Linked DNA regions of Triticum aestivum: region 2 is linked to region 1. The links are chromatin contacts, called in public Hi-C maps. All regions are on one chromosome and are shown on one strand. The core of a region is the stretch at or near the end of the contact, and the rest is flanking DNA. Distances in the headings are between cores, read along the strand shown.

What was found. Hi-C and Micro-C count contacts between places; a contact is called where the count stands out from the background.
Region 2: a Hi-C map of leaf shows a contact between it and region 1, with 3 times the contacts expected there. The contact joins the promoter of LOC123046199 here to the promoter of LOC123046197 in region 1. A contact is called at or near these places in 2 of 5 Hi-C or Micro-C datasets (both in leaf).

The regions. Positions count from the first base shown.
Region 1 is chr2B:590,536,020-590,539,027 of IWGSC CS RefSeq v2.1, reverse strand. LOC123046197 (subtilisin-like protease SBT2.5) reads right to left here and starts at 1,465. Exons shown (of 8, transcript XM_044469505.1): 1 at 1,249-1,465; 2 at 1,021-1,171; 3 at 23-417. The coding sequence starts at 1,448.
Region 2 is chr2B:590,690,281-590,693,288 of IWGSC CS RefSeq v2.1, reverse strand. It overlaps LOC123046199 (glutamate dehydrogenase 2, mitochondrial), which reads right to left and starts at 1,396. Exons shown (of 9, transcript XM_044469506.1): 1 at 1,029-1,396; 2 at 811-924. The coding sequence starts at 1,136.

The DNA of each region.
Region 1 (3,008 bases), core at 216-2,715:
AGTCAGCAGCTAAGGGACATACCTGCCATGGCCATCAGGGTCATAAGGTGATGCATAGTGAATTGTAGCATTGAACTCTCCAGTTGCTTGACCAGCGCGCGCGAACCACCTAGCTCCCACTATCTTACCATTGCATGAATCAGGAGGGAATCTATCCCCAGAGCGGCACATTCCTTTGAAATTGGAAGGTGGCTGCTTTGATTGGTTCGAGAAGCTGGCAAAGCTTGGGTTTTGGGGGTCAATGCCAGTATCAATCATGCCAATGACTATTCCATCACCAGAATTCTCAGCACCACCAAGCAGTGGCCATACCCCACTGGCTCCAATGTACTTTGGAGTGTATGTGGTCATCTTGGCCATTTTGATGTCTTCTTGAACGAGTCTAACTCCTTTTGCGCCTCTAAGAATTTTAGCCGCCTGTTGCACATATAACAAAAGAGAGAGGCAGCCAGTTTAAGCCTCAACAGAGACAACTGAACTATTCCTATTTGTCAAAATTCAGAAAGAATAACCTGCAAAAAGATAGGGCATAAGAACTAAGAAGTTTCAAGCATGTCAGGTTCAGAACAAATGCGCTTATATTATAGTTTTATGTGAATTGATGCTGTGTTGCTCGTCTCCATGTAAACTTATGGATTCATGTTTCAAGATACATAGAATCATATGATAATCGAACAACTTAAAGACTGTTAATTGCTCAAAAGACAAACTGGAGCAGATTATCTGGCTTTTCAGCAAAATAACTCATGATGATATTCAACTATAGCAAAACTTCTTTCAAATTTTCTCTACTATTTTATCTTCACGCATATACTGAATTCAGCATCATTTATTGTTGTATGGCAAAACTTCCTTCAAATTTTACCCTGGAAATACTACTGAGACTGGCAAGAGAATCACTGTCTGTTCAGCATGTTCTATCTATTCCATATTGGTTGTAAGTAGACTTTTCTAATTTGTTTGTTTAACAGATAATATACCTAAAACAATACTATGCACTTTATAGGCTAGAAAGAGCACCTTTTCAGAGTTTGCATGAACAGCAAAGCCATTAAGCAGGTGAGTGTAGCTGTACAGTTTCTTGTAAGATCCTACGGTCAGAAATGATTCCAGGAAGGCGTCGTGCTTCGTCGTGGACATTTCCTTGTACTTTTGAGCTTCCTCGCCTCTCCTGGATGAAATTCCATCAATATGAGTTATTTTCAAAAGATAACAAAGTAAAAAGATTCAGGGATGGAGATCACGTACATTACACCCTTCCGGCTTGCCTTGTAGGAAACAACTGGATCATCCTCCATCACCACCATATAAACCTTGGCAGATACATGAGATGGACCGCGATTTAGGCTCAGTAAAGTAAGAACAGAGCATAGCACTAGAGATGGCTTGGGAAAGGCCATGTCAGTGGTGTCACTGCACAGTTGTATGAAGCTTTCCAAAACTTCCATGGTTGAACATATGTGCTTATATATGTTGTGTGAAAGAATGTTAGGTGAGGATTGGAGGGAATTAAAAAGGGCCATGGACCTGGTACATCAAGAAATGCCTTGTTCATAACTAGGCCTCAAAAAGCACGCGGTAAGCAGTTCCCAACCTCCATGAGACCCTTCTTTGGCTCCTCAACTATCAGCAGTTAGCAGAATTATAGGTCCTGGTAAGTCAAGTAAAACATACTCCCTCTGTAAACAAATATAAGAGTGTTTAGATCACTAAAATAGTTATCTAAACGCTATTATATTTCTTTACGGAGGGAGTATTATTGTAGAATCACTCTATATAGCATCTATAAAGTAAAATACAAACATCTATAAAATAAAATAAATTGACGAACCTATTTCCAAACAACTAATGAGTTGATGAATCAGTTATCCCTTCAGAGATGCCGGATTCAGTTTTTCCTGAAATCAAATCAAAATATCAAATGTTTGGGTTCTAAGTTCTAACTGAAGAATTAGCCTCGCAAAAAAAAAACTGAAGAATTAATCCATCTATGCTGGAGCATCATGCGTCTGATTTGGTTTCAATAAAGGCTAGTAGGTAACATCGCAACGCCAAGAGAGAAAAAAAAATGCATTCCCCCGCTTTGTGTGACAACAAGAACCGGCCCAGATAAATCGGCTAGGCAACTCATGTCCTTTAGACCTTGACGCAAAAGAAGGAACCGTGGAATGTACCACTCTGTTTGTTACTCCTGCCACCCCCCAAACCCAAATCACACAAAGATTCCTGTGAGACTGCATCTCGAGGCTCAAATGAGTCGGAGCCAATATCCTATGTTCCTAATTGATTGCTGCAAAAATCACCAGAGGCCGCTGTAAATCGCAAGCGAGCATTTGTCTAAAAGTAACAGTTCAGATCGTTTATGAGAACAGAAAAATAAAACAGTTCGTATGGGATGAATCCAAAGGAGTAGTAATACACAGCTGTAATGCAAGACAATCTCAAAAAAAAAGTGGAATTGAAGAAATTTACACGGCGCGACGCTCGCCACCGTTCCTAGGCTTCCGTTGGCCGTCTTGAGTGAAGAGTAGAGATGGGGAATCGCCTCGCCCGCCATTCCTTTTCAGTTCCATTCTTTTTTTTTTGGGTGCCGGGTCTCTTCTAAAGAGAAGTTTTCCTTTTTTTTTAGCAGACGGAAGGAGTTTTTTTTCTCAGCTTCGGCCTTTTGGTCAGCCCAAAGCTGAGATGTTGGGCTTTCTCATGACCAACCCAAAACCAACTCATCCAAAAAAAGTTCTCAAAAAGAAAAATCTAAAAAAATTCAAAACAAAAACTCTAAACCATCTGTCAACAAAAGCCAACTCCGAAACGACAAAATCACTAATTAATACTCCCTCCATTCCTTTATGTAAGGTGCATTATTTTTGGCACGATGACGAAGACACATAATTATAGATTAACTAAGACGAAATTATCCTTGTCTAATTTATTGATTAGAGGCAGGTAAATCATTCACGCTATGAAAGAAAGAGATACACACAATCAAAAGTTTCTTTTGTCTACAAGAA
Region 2 (3,008 bases), core at 147-2,646, 150 kb before region 1:
CGACTATACTTTAGCTCGGTTGTTTATTTCTATAAATGAATTAGCATTTTTTGAAAGATATAAATTTTCTAGGCTTGCAAAATATCACCAGAATACTGGATCAACGAATAACAAGACCGGGCACACATTCTTTTGTCATTGTCGTTAACAGTCTATATGCTGCTCGTTACACAATCAACGTATAAAATAGCGCTTACTTACAAAAGGTAATTCAGTCAAATAACCGACAAAATATTGGTTCAACGGATAACAAGATCCAGCACCAGACATTCTTTTGTCGTCATCGATAACAGTTTATTTTGTCGAGCGTTACAGAATCAACGACTTCGAAGATATGCCAGGTTGTTTCGACAGTTTAACAACAGAAATATGAGCTTGTAATAACAGAGGAGCATTGCATGCTCTCATTAAAAAGGATTCTATAGCTTCAAATCATTTGCCTGACAAAATGACAGCAAGGAGAATCTACATGATGTCCTAAACTAAGCATACAGGCGAAAGTCAAGTAGCAGAGCTGGACACAGCATACAAAAATAACCTAAGAATGCCAAGCACCATGGATCCACATCTTTGAATTGAAAAAGAAACAATGACATCGTTGACCATGAGCAATGGATGTAAAAGCATGCCAGGTTGGCAAGCAATCCAGCAATTTTTGCGTGTGTTAATTTGCTTATTCTTTTAGGGTCACAATCGCTTTTTTGAGAGCTATTTCGATGCGTCTTGTTTTAGGCTTTCAGGAGAAATCGCAATCAAATTGACAGAAGTAGCAAGACAATCCCACGAGGAGATGAGAAGAGATCCCGTCACCTCGGGGTGGTAGCGGATGCCACCTTTCATGGGCCCGCGGGCATTGTCGTGCTGCACGCGGAAGCCCACGAAGGAGGCCAGCGTGCCGTCGTCCTTGGGGATGGTGCATTCGACCTGCGAAGGAAAGGAACCCAAGATGATAAGCAAAACAAAGTCAAGGTCCGGTCGGCGGCGAGGAGAGGAGGGAAGAGAGAAGAGAGAAGAGAAGACGGCGGGACCTTGATCTCGCGGAAGGGGATGAGGAGGCTCTTCTCGAGCTTGGAGTCGAGGCCGAGCAGCCGGGCGGCCTGGCGGAAGTTGCGGCTGGTCGCGGCGAGCGCGTTCATGGCTGCGGCGGCGGCGCGGCGAGGCGCGGCGCGGCGGGCTAACTTCTTTTCTTCCCCGGCCCGCTCCAACAACCTCCTCAACCGCAAGGAAATCGGGCGAAAGGGACAGACAAGGGGCGACGGAAACACGCGCACGCGAGGGGGCGAGATCGTGGTGGGGGTGGGGCTCTCGCGGCCAGAAAGGGCAAGGCGGGCGTAAAAAGGGCGGATTTTTGTCCGGAGATCGAGGGGGACGCGAGCTCCGGTTGTTTGGAGGGAGCCAAGGCCCAAGGAGGAGGAGGATATTAATAGGGAGGGAGTGAGGGAGGGGCGCGCATGAACAACGACCGAGCAGGCCATTAACGTGCACCGGCCCTCTTCTTCCGTCTGATGGACGGATCACGCCGCTGCGTGTGAGATGACTGGGACCAGACGACGATTAGTTTTTTCTTTTTCTTTTCTGAGTTGAGTTGAGCCGACGAGATTAGTTAGATGGATCCTGCAGCACGCCTTGGCAGTTTTGGAGCGTAATTACTCGCGATCGCGGGTCACAGCTGTGTAGAGCGAGGAAAATCGGGGCCCCACGCGAGCCAGGGAAGGGGCGATGCTCGCTCGTTCGTTCGTTGGTCCAACCGGACGGTGTGCTGGTACTACTTGATGGCCCACCTGCCAGTCAGGGCATGTGCATCCCATGCCCGACCTTTCCGGCGCGCTTTTCGCGTTTGTTTTTCTCGCTTTCGCGTAGGTCCGTCCATCTGCCTCAACTGAAAGTCGGAAACGTGTGTGTTTCCTTCCTCCCGTTGATTTTTGTTTGCATCTATCTCCTCCTCCGCCCCGGCTGGATTCTCTGCGCTCCCCACCCCGGAGAATGCCATGTGATCCCTGGCTGCGTTGCCTGCAAGAGTACGGTGGGGTGGCGAACTTGGCCTCGTCCCCCCCTGACAGTGAAAAGGACGGTGGGGAGTGAACGAGGAGAAGGACCATCTGGCCAGGGTGCATCTCGCCCCGCGAAGCGCCTCCCCGGGAAAATGCCCAGTTCGGAGGAGCAAGCCTTTCACTCCAAGTGAAACTGCTGCTGCAACGCGGATGTGGACGGAGGCCGTGGAATGGACGTATCCGTGCAGACAGTCAGTGCCAGCACCGCGCCGCGCCTCGCTTCTCCTGAGTTGGTGGAACGGATCACGGGTCGTCCAGTCCCCCGTTTCTGTCTGTGGCCGTGTCTTCATGCGACGGTGGGAAAGGACTGACTGGTGCTGCGCGTCGTCTGTAGGACTAGCCCGGATTAGTAAGGGCATGTACAATGGTTCTATCTTAGGAGTGCCACGTAGGATAAATGATGAGGTGGAGGAGAGAGAACTTATAAGAAAAGGCTTGTCTTATCTTATTTAAGAGAAGACAAGAGATGATCTCTTAGCACAATATGTCTCAACACGTTTTTAGGAATTGCTAGTTATTGAAGATAAGGCTAAGAGATGACCCATTGTAGACTCTGTTTTTTGTCATCTCTAGATTACATGCAAGACTTAAGATAAGACTATCTTATCAACCATTGTACATGCCCTAAGGAATACCCCCTCGAAAAAAGATTAGTAAGGAATGTCGCAATCTAAATTTGTTATGTATGGTTGTAGACTCCGATCAACAAATACCCAGTGGCACACCTCAAAACATCATTTTCTGGCCAAACGGTTGTACCAGAACCAGCTGAATTATGGCTCATACTACTATCTTTGTTATTTGGGAAATTGCTAGTACCAGGTAAGTCGGTATAGGACAATTCTCTCCGTGAGGGATGCAAATTTGGAAACGTCCATTCCACAGCCCTCCTTAGTTCAACCAAAGGGTCGAAGCCTCGAAGGATACCCTCAAGGTTCCAAATCTGCATCTAGAATA